3 separate regions of the Neogale vison genome follow, and regions 1 and 3 are each linked to region 2. Evidence: chromatin contacts called from public Hi-C data. All regions are on one chromosome and are shown on one strand. The core of a region is the stretch at or near the end of the contact, and the rest is flanking DNA. Distances in the headings are between cores, read along the strand shown. Region 1 holds the start of RPL9 (60S ribosomal protein L9). Region 2 holds the start of PDS5A (sister chromatid cohesion protein PDS5 homolog A). Region 3 holds the start of UBE2K (ubiquitin-conjugating enzyme E2 K).

Evidence for each region. A called contact is a pair of places that touch in the nucleus more often than the background predicts.
Region 1: a Hi-C map of fibroblasts shows a contact between it and region 2, with 9 times the contacts expected there. The contact joins the promoter of RPL9 here to the promoter of PDS5A in region 2. A contact is called at or near these places in 2 of 3 Hi-C or Micro-C datasets (fibroblasts and muscle).
Region 3: a Hi-C map of muscle shows a contact between it and region 2, with 16 times the contacts expected there. The contact joins the promoter of UBE2K here to the promoter of PDS5A in region 2. A contact is called at or near these places in 2 of 3 Hi-C or Micro-C datasets (fibroblasts and muscle).

What each region holds. Positions count from the first base shown.
Region 1 is chr11:35,680,452-35,683,913 of ASM_NN_V1, forward strand. RPL9 (60S ribosomal protein L9) reads left to right here and starts at 1,933. Exons shown (of 8, transcript XM_044224490.1): 1 at 1,933-1,994; 2 at 2,441-2,487; 3 at 2,574-2,689; 4 at 3,240-3,335. The coding sequence starts at 2,442. It overlaps LIAS (lipoyl synthase, mitochondrial), which reads right to left and starts at 1,849. Exons shown (of 11, transcript XM_044224488.1): 1 at 1,703-1,849; 2 at 427-599. The coding sequence starts at 1,747.
Region 2 is chr11:35,218,714-35,222,274 of ASM_NN_V1, forward strand. It overlaps PDS5A (sister chromatid cohesion protein PDS5 homolog A), which reads left to right and starts at 2,006. Exons shown (of 33, transcript XM_044224443.1): 1 at 2,006-2,283; 2 at 3,150-3,327. The coding sequence starts at 3,190.
Region 3 is chr11:35,474,987-35,478,240 of ASM_NN_V1, forward strand. It overlaps UBE2K (ubiquitin-conjugating enzyme E2 K), which reads right to left and starts at 1,938. Exons shown (of 7, transcript XM_044224452.1): 1 at 1,631-1,938. The coding sequence starts at 1,900.

The DNA of each region.
Region 1 (3,462 bases), core at 683-3,182, 460 kb after region 2:
TTTGTTGGGTAAGGTCTCTCCCAAAACAATCGGCCCTCTGTGAAATCCCCTCACCATTCTTTTGAATTAAGGCAAGGTATCCATAGGACATATGTACATAGAAGCAACAAGTTAGATCATCAATACGCAGTAACAATGGAAATTTCATCAAGATCAAATTGACTAGTAGCAAGGTGATAATGTTTGCTCTACGCAGAAATTTTATGCTGAATGCACAATGGGATGGCTAGGTCCTAGGAAGACTGAAGAACAACTCAAAAGGCACAGAGGATTCCAACAATTTCAGCTATTTACCTGTTCTATGTCTGTATCACTTCTAATGATTTTTAGCTCAATTTGCCAAGTCTGATTTAATTTATAATCTAGGGCTTGGTTATACATGAATATAATGCACAATGAAGGAATTTATCTCAAAATTTCAATTACCTTTCTCCCTTCTGGCGTTTTAAGTTTCCTTTATATTCATCCCACTTGCTCTTGTCCACAAGATCACCAGATAAAAAATCTTGAAGGCCTGGTCCATTTTGTAAGAATTCCTTTTTTTTATCTGGCAAGGAACTTACTGCTCTGACTGGACTGCATAAATATCTTCCAAATATCTAAAGAGAGTTCATTAGGACATGTTTTTAGTGAGATTTGAAGTAACTTAGTTGGAACCTCCTTTAATACCTAAAAGAGAGGGTAAAACCAGAGAAATGATACAGAAATTATGTCGAACAATTTAAAAGCTTTGTGTAGGAGCTCAGAATCTAGGATTTAAGTATCAAGAACAAAGGAAACCTAAAAGAGAATGGGAGCTAACAGTTTACTGCTAGAGATACAACAGATTTGGAAACCTTTGGACCTGGCTAACATGTCACACTTTCATGTGACCCACTTAACTACTAAAAGTCTGTCTTTCATACAGTTTAAACTGCAATAACTGGGGATGCCACAGCTCTGAATTTTCCACTCTTGAGTCGAGTCAAGGACGTATGAAAGGAAATTTGCATTAAGTCTCTCCTATCTGGGCTTTGGATAGGCATAGTGTTAAAACGTAGAGGTAACGCTCAGTTGGTTTTAAAGAACTGGAAGGAGGGAAACCAAACCTAATGTTTTAATTTTTTAGATTACATTCTATTTTTGAACATGGTAGTCCATTTGTTGACCATAAGAAAACACTGGCTTCTAGATCTGAACACGAACGTGTACAAGATAGCCAAAACACTAAAATTCACGAGTCAGTACATGCAACGCAAGAGAACCTTCAACAATTAAAAAAGAATGCCTGTTGGGGTGTTGCGGTATTGCTACTGCATTGGATCACTCTACCTCTAAAGGCAGAACACAGGCTTTTGTTCTCACTGCCCAGAACGATGTCTAGTAGAAAGACAGACCCGAACACAAAGTAGGAATCTGGCGTGCTCAACGCCGTGCTCCTATAATGCTCCAACTAATAATACAGGGTTCAGATCACTCTGATACGCGGGGCGGGTTGGCGGGGGGGAAACCGCTCATCGCCTGCCAGAGAGACCTACAAACCAATACCAGAGACTCTACACGATCGTGTGTCGGGAAAATTAAATGAGATACTACATGAAAAATTTTAGAACAGCGTCTAGCTCAAGTAAACGTTAGTAAGTGCTGGCCTTATTATTGGGCGCTCTAAAGAGATGGGAGCCCCTCCACCCCGGGCCCGCACCCTGCTCGCCCCGCCGCTCACCCGGGGCCCCACGGTGCAGGCGGCGCCCCCGCAGCGTAGAGACATCCCTCTCTTTTTTTTCCTAGGAGGGTCGAGGGATCACTAATTCCTGGGAAAGACAGATCAACACACCGTCGCTCGGTTTATGACGAGGAACCTGAGCCACCGCAGACCCAGCGGTACTTGAGCTGCTCCGCGATTGGCTGCTTTAGCCTGGTAGGGTCGCGCGCTCATGACGTCATACGCAGGGCCCAGACGGGTTACAAGAACGTGATGACGAACGACGCTCTCTCTTTGCCGCATCTACTGCGAGGTGAGGTTGTTTCGGAAATTTGTGTTTTGGGAATCTGAAGCCATCGGCTCGGGGAAAGCCCGGGGTCCGGGTCTGGCGCTCGCATCCTCTGTGTTGGTCGTTTCCCGGCGCGGCGAGCGCCATATGGATCTGGCGGCCTTGGGATTCGAGAACTGTATTGGGCTTGTGGGCCTGCCCCCACCCCTCAGCCTTGCCGGGCTGGCGCCGCCGTAATGACTGCTAGGGGTGCGCCGAGCGGGAGTTCGCCCGCTGTGCTCATAGCCCCTGCCTAGCAGCCTCCGTTTCCTGGGCAGGACTCGGCGGGGGCCGTTCTCCGGGTGGGTCGTCCTGTGTCCGCCCCGGGGGTTCTGCTTGCGGGTCTCCGGGGGCAGCGGAGCTCCGTGCGGGGTGGTGTGGCCGCAGACAGGCCCCGCGCCGGCCTCGTAACCCCAGGGTCTGTGTTTCAGGATGAAGACCATTCTCAGCAATCAGACGGTCGACATCCCGGAGAATGGTATGAGACCTGATGTTTGTGCTCCTCTTGGTCTTTACTGCCTGCTTTGTACCTGGTTCCGAGGCCTCACCGATGCTCTCTTTCAGTCGACATCACCCTGAAGGGACGCACGGTGATCGTGAAGGGCCCCAGAGGAACCCTGCGAAGGGACTTCAACCACATCAACGTAGAACTCAGTCTTCTTGGAAAGAAAAAGAAGAGGGTGAGATGCGGCTCGTGTCGTGTTCTGTTTCCTCTTCCGACCCATCCGTGGCTGGGGTGCAAGGGAGTGATGTAGTAACCCCGGATTTGGTGGCTGTAGGAATGACAGAATCGAGATTCCTCGTTTTAGCTTGAAATAGGGTGTGGGATGGTGTGGCTAGTGTCCGCGGGACTGCTTCAGTGAGGTCGGGAGAGCGAATTCTGATGATAAAGCTCAGTGTTAGTACCGTAGTCGTCGTCAGCATCAGGATCTTAATACTGTCACCAGTGGGTGACAGTATTAGGAATCTTAGGGACCAGGCAGGTCTTGGAAGCCTGATGTGTTAGTTTTCTAGGAGTGAAGTAGGATGCAACTTGAAAAATGAGTATTTCTGGGTTGGCATTCCCTTGTGAAATGTGTTTTGTGACGTCTAGTATCAAAAAAGATCGTAATAGAGGACTTCAGACGTGATTGCTTTAATGAAGGCTAATGCTGGAATCCAGAGCAATTCCCTGAGTAAGTGGATCTGTATTACAGGAAGGAATCATACGAAGTTTTTGTTCTGTTACAGCTCCGAGTTGACAAATGGTGGGGGAACAGGAAAGAGCTGGCTACGGTTCGCACCATCTGTAGTCACGTGCAGAACATGATCAAGGGCGTTACACTGGTAAGCAGAGGGGTCAGACGGCCTCCTTTCGGGAGGGGAGGCTTCTCTGCTGTCCAGCGTGCATGCAGCCCGAGTGTCTGCTGCAGAACGTAGACTATGCCTGTAGTTCATGGAGGTATTTGGGGAA
Region 2 (3,561 bases), core at 756-3,255:
CCCAGCAAGTGGAGACAAATGTTTAAGAAAGGAGGTTAAAAGCAGAGATTTCAGAATTCCTATTTTTCAGAATTGTATAAATTCTATTTATTTATTTATTTTGGGGGGTTTGGGGGAGCAGAAAGAGAGGGAGAAATAATGGAGAATCTAGGGCACCTGGGTGACTCAGTCGGTTGCCGCTGCCTTCCGCTCAGGTCATGATCCCAGGGTCCAGGGACACGCCCGTCCCCGCCCCGCCTCTCTGCCTACTTATGATCTCTGTCTGTCAAATAAATAAATTAAATCTTAAAAAAAAAAAAAAGGAGAATTTCAAGCAGTCTCCATGTCCAGTGCAGAGCCCAATACCAGGCTTAATCTCACAACCCTGGGACCATGACCTGAGTCAAAATCAAGAGTCGGTCCCTTAGCCAACTAAGCCATCCAGGCACCCCTAAATTTAGTTTACTTACGGGTTGTAATCCTTAGGGCTTACTAATCTTGTGAGTGTTTATAATGTCAAACATATTAAAAAATCATAAATTGTGTAAAATTAAAACTTATAAGCATATATAAAATTCCATTTAATAACGGGTAAATTACTCGGATAAAAAAATAAAATGAAAAGTATCACTCTTCTGTTATTTGTGACAGATTTTAAAAAAAAAAAAAACACTTTGAGAGAGAGCACTTAAAGGAGAGTAGGTTTTGGTAAGTTCAGTTGTTTGAATGAAGATGAACTTAAATGGATTGTCTGCTACTCTAAATGCCCAAGAACAAAGCACTGACTTTTGAGTAGTTCTAGCAAATGAGCAACTATGGCCAGTTCCATTCCAAGATGAGAGCTCCCTTGTGTAATATCTGAAAAACAATTCAGTGAGTACATTACCTTTAATATTTTTCAGACCAAGTAAAGGATGTGGAAAAGACCAGTGGATATTCATCAAAAATAATAATCGAATACAACCGAATATAATCTTAAACTATGGTAGTGATCAGTTTCAAAAGCTGAATGCTATTTCGTATTATTCCATTCTTTTTTCAACTTCATCTTCTGATACATGAGCACCTGAGGTTCATTTGCCTTTTTTTTTTTTTTTTTTAACATTAAAATGTTCAAACCCACTGCATTTTATCCTTTGGAAAAAAGAAAAAGTTATTCTGGGTATATTTAAAACATTTTTAAGAAATATTTCTATTTCTATATTCACAAGAACCATCTAGCTAATTTGCAAATACGCTTACTTCTGGGTGTCACTCAGAGATCCTTGTTCTCTAGGTTTGGGAGTGGAGCCCAGGAACCTACGTTTCAGACCATTCTTTGAGAACTATTCGACTCAAAGCTACTTTCGTATTTTCTATCTTTCAAACTATTAATTTTAGAAATGCAAAGAGGGGAAGGCAAAAACTCCTGTGGCTTTCAGAAGGAACAAGAATGAGTAGCTCACGTCGTGCCATGTTGTAAAACTTTTCCTCAGTTTGCAGCTCTTCTGTTCCTGGGGAGGAAATTAGTTCATTTTCACCGAGTAATTAACCGTCTTTCAAGCAGTTCCGTCCATGCCTCTCAGGATGACCCCCAAAAGTCATGAACTCATCTTCGCGGCGTAACGTAAAGCTCATCTCGTCTTGCCTGCCCTCACAGGGGCCTCTGGGACCGGGTTCTCTTCCCGCCACAGGGGCCCCTCCTCGGCCTGCCCTTTGGGTCCAATCTTCCCAGAGGCGCTCCGCGCGACAAGTCTTGGCGCCAACCGGGTGGCGGCGCTGTCCGCCCCGCGCGCGGCCGCCTCAGGCCCGAGGGAGGCGGAGGCACGGCCGGCGGAGGAAGGGGAGGGAGCGAGGCGCGCGCCCTGCTCTCGCGTGCTCTCGCACCGCTCGCGTGACCGACTGGTGTGTGCGCGAAGGGCCGGCTCCCGGGGGCACGGACGGCCGGGCGCGCGCCGCTGCGAGGGGCGTCCGGGTCCCGGTCGGCGGACCCGGCCGGCGCGAGGTGCGGGCGGGCGGGCCGCGGGGGTCTCGGGCGGACACGGGCGCACACGCTCCCGGAGGAGCCTTCTCGGAGGCTGCTCTTCCTCGGCCAGACGGAGAGCGGCAGTGTCTCCCCGCCCAGCACACACTCGCCCCGCGTCTCCCCCCGCGGCGGCTGCTCCTCCTCGGCACCGCCAGCCCCAGCGCCGCTCCGGGGCGGGCGGCGGCGGCGGCGGGACCCGCGGAGCCGCTTTGTGTGCAGCCCGACGAGGGGCGGCGGCGCAACCACCTGACAGAGGCCCGGGAGCTCGATGCACCTTCCGCCCGCATGAGGAGGAGGAGGTAAAGGCGGCGGCGGCTCGGCTCCCGCCCTCGGTTGGTGGAGGGAGGGGACGGAAGGGGAGACCAGAGCGGGCGGGTGGGGGGGGGGGACGCGGGACCGAGGCCCGGCGGGGCTGCCCGGAGGTGCCAGTAAGGCCTCGGCAGCGCCGGACGGCGCCGAGCACTCGGGGTCGAGAGAAGCCGCCGGGGCCCCTCCGCCGAAGTTGAAGGAACAAAATGTGAAGTGCGGAGCCGCGTCAGCCGCTTCCTGGCGTGGGGTTTGGGGTGGAGGGCGGCTTGTTTTCCCCTCCCGCGGGACAGGGGAGGGGCGGGAGCGTGGCGGGGACGCCGGGGGTCCCGAAGCTCGGCCCGGCAAAGGCGTTCGTTTCCCGGAGCCACCGTAGCGTGTGGGTCGGGTTGGGTCCCTAGTTTTGCGGCCTAAGCCGAGCCCTATAGGCCTCGCGTCTCCTTTCCCGGAGGGGACTGGCCGGGCGGGGACTCGGAGCTTCTCTCCGGCCGAGCGGGGGCCGTGAGGGCCTCGCCGGGCTCGGGATGCTGCCAAACTTCGGACCTCGGTGCTTGGGGGAGGCTTTCATTGTGAACGGCGGAATGGGAAACTCCTGGCGCTTGCTCGGCGCTTCCCGCGGCCGCTGGGGCCGGAGAGCCCCGTGGGCCCGGGGCTGGCGGGGCTGGCCGGGCCCGCGGGAGTGGGGGTGGCGGGGCGGCCACCAGGGTCCAGGCCCGGGGAGGGGCGAGTGGCGGGGCCGCCGCCGAGTCCCCCGGCCTTCCCGGAGAAAGGGCCCTTTGCAGATTAGAGATTTTTGAAATGAAAAAAGAGGTTACAAAGTCTCCCTTTTCTCGCTGAACTTTTGTTTTCTGACCGATAGAGGCCGGTAGAGGACTGTGAAAGAAAAGTTGTCCCCCAGGATGGACTTCACCGCGCAGCCCAAGCCTGCCACTGCCCTCTGTGGCGTCGTGAGTGCAGACGGGAAGATCGCTTACCCTCCGGGGGTAAAGGAGATCACCGACAAGATCACCACGGATGAAATGATCAAGCGACTGAAGGTAAGCGACTGGACACAGTGTTCACACTTCAGACGTTTGTGGCAGGGGGTGCTCTGTCCTGTGGTATTACTGCACTGCTAGGCCTGGCCTTTACAGTTTCACCTACCCAGGCTTTTTTAGGTATTTTATCATCTCGTTTTTTTACTCTCTCTGAAAGGTATTGTTCTTTCTTGGCTGTATCTTTGAATAGTTCTGTAGGAATATAATCGTTATGGGACATTAAAGGGAATGTGC
Region 3 (3,254 bases), core at 688-3,187, 260 kb after region 2:
ACAGACATTTATGACCCTATTTCTGCACTGTACCACAAAAATACAAAGTCATCCTTCCATTCAGAGTTTTGGCACTGGAACAAATACAGAGGTCAGAGTTCATACACATGCTCAGATCATTTCTTATAGACTACTACATTCAATAAATCTACTGGTATTTGTTATTTTTAGGTTAATTTTAAAGAATTATATTCAACGTGTCGAATTGAAAAATAATCACTGTAGAGTCAGTATCAGAAATAAAGCTCACTTATATTACTTATCACACACTCAGAATGCTAAACTACACAAATCATTTATCAAAGTTCCAACATTAAGAGAAAAATACAAATAGTAATGATGCATTATTAAAATATGTGACATCTTGAAAATAGTAAGTATTTCAGTATTACTTTTTCATCTCTTTGTTAAATCCAAGGAGAAAAAAAACTGCATTCTTGTTGATTTGGGTATGAAAAATTGTACTTATACTTGCATGGTTTTGAGTCAAATCACAAGGATATTTTGACTAAATTATATAAATAAATATGACCAACATCAGAGTAAATTCTGCAAGACTCAAGAGCAGCTTGAGACAAAAAAATATATTTTTAATAATTTCAGGTAAGATACACTGGAACAAACCTACTAAATAAGGAGGTATAATAATGTATTGATCTGGTGAAATCCCATGTTTTTAATAGGGCTGTTTTTCAAAAGTAAGAATCAAGTTAACTATGAGAGACATCATAATGAAGTTTCATGGCACAATACAACAGTCACAGAGGCACTGCCTTAGGAGAGACTCTCTGATCTATAACTTGTAAACAATATTTTGAAATAAGCTACTCATACTCTCCATTATTTTTTCCTAACGAATAATATTTAAGTGCCTTTAATACACCAAACAACTTGCCTTCACCCAATCAAAAAGCTTCTGATGTCAACAGAAAAGAGGCCTAGAAATTGGGGAGCTGGGGACGGGGGAAATGAGGTAATTATCTAATCTGGAATCAATTTCCTACCTCAGATGAAAATTCCCTTATCTCCCACTCAAATAAAAGAGTATCCTATTATGTCTCCTCTTCTCTCCCAACACCGAACTAAGGAGGGAGTAACTCTGAACGTCCTTCTTTCATCAAAACCTAAGGCCTTTCACCGATCCTTCCCAAAGGAAAGGACGGTGGAGGCCAAACAGGCCATAATGTAGAATACCCTTAAAAGTGTGGGCCTTTGAGCAGCGCAGCTCTCCGGATCCAGTTACCACCTTTCCCCTTCCCCCAACCCACTTCCCGGGTTTTCTCAGGCTCGGCCTGCTCCCTCCACACCCTACAGCCAGACTTCCAGCTGTTGCCACTGCCTCGGGGCTCTCTCCAGAGCTCACACCCTCCCCCAAGAAATGCCCCCCTCTCCATCTGCCCCCCAAAACCGTGTTCCTCTCCAGACCACCCGCCCGCGAGGCGGTCCATCCCAGGGCCCAGGGAGGGGAGGAGAAGGCGACGGAAGCAGGGGGAGACTGCTGCTCTCCCACAGGCAGAAGGGCGACCGCAAGGAGGGCCACCCAGGGGCTACCGGGGATACTGGGGTCGCCGCTGGAAGAACCCTCCCGCCCTGGGCTGGGGTGGGGGATGTCCGGGAGTTCATTTCTGACCTCCTCGCTCTTCAGCACCTCCTTGAACTCCCGCTTGATTCGCTGCACCGCGATGTTGGCCATGTCTCCGCCCGCAGCTGATTCGTACCCGCCTCCTCCGCCACCGCTACGACCACCGCCACCGCCGCCACCTCTTCCACCACCGCCTCCTCCCTCGGCGACTCACACCCGAGCACACGAATGCTGCCACTGCCACCCCGGCCGCCGCGCTCTCCTCAGTGTGGAATCACCTCCGCGCCCGGCCACCAAAATGGCGCCGGGTCCGCGCATGCGCAAGACGGTGACCCGGCCGGGCGGCGCAGCCGCTCCCGTTGTAGCCCCATACGCCTCAAACGCGAGCCCGCGCCGCGCCGCGCCGCGCGTCTCAGCCCGAGCTGCGGCCGCGCGGCTCCGCCCTGCCGGCGTCTAGGGCCAGGAGGGTGCGGCTTCCGCGCTGGCCAACCCTGCCGGGGCCTCCCGGGTCCTCTCTTGTGCCTCCGCCTCTCTTCAAATCACTGTGGTGTGGTTGGGGCTTCCACCCATGGCCTCTGACTGAAGGCTGAACCCAACATAACGGACCCCCCCCCCTCGGCTACCAGCGCCTGTGAGCGCCGTCCTGACTCAGCCAGACCGAGAACCCACAGGCATAATGTGCCTGACTGTGTCTAGTGTATAAAAACATCATTCCAGAACTCGATCCGGCCCATTTTCTGTTGGTGTAGCCCAGAAGAATCCACTGCGGTCCGTTTTTGTTCTGAAGGCATTAGAGTGCCACTGCTAATACTATCATTCCAGGTACTACACGTCACTGAATAAAGAGTGGTCATTGTTGGGTCCCATCCCGTGTATCTGAAACAGGTACTCCATGTAGATGCCTGAGGTGGATTTAGAAGCCAGATGTTGATCTTTGAGCTCCTTAGATCATTAATACCGAGTTTTAACAGTGTTTAAACTCCAGTGTACATCAGAATCCCTGAAAAGCTTGTTTAAAAAAAAACAAAAAAACAAAACACGTTGCTAGACCCCCATCCCTAGAGTGTGGGGTGGGTCTAATAATTTTCTTCTCTAACAAGTTCTCAGATGCTGCTGCTCTTGCTGCTACACTATGAGAACCACTAAACTAAAACATGTGAAAATAGTTTGTATATTTAAGTGAAAAATGGAGAAATAGAGGCTTCTTGCGGAGGAATGGTAGCTTTACTTCTGTAGGCCTAGGGCCTACAACAGTGTCTGGCACTGGTAGGCCCTCAATAAATAATAAATGAACAAATGAAGATAAGAGTAAAATGTTTTAGGTGGAAAGTAAGTTTGAAAGGCAATTTGAAAGTCGTTGCTAGGGTTTCAGTAAATAATATGGTTTTGGTGCTGAGCCGTACTTTAAATAGAACATTCTGGAAGAAGTAATAAAGGTTATTTAGAAGTTTTTATTTCATGAGCTTCTTTCACCTAATCAATTAGTAAAGTATCCACCTAGAAAAATACCACAAATACACAGTCTTAGCAGAATTATTGAAATTATGGCACCAAAAAGGAAATACTCCCTGGAGTGAATCATTCAAGTGGAAGCATGTGGAAAAAAGTTCTTGAACTTCTGCCACAGGAACCAAGAGGAGATATTTGATTCCAGCTCTCCTCCATGCTAGCT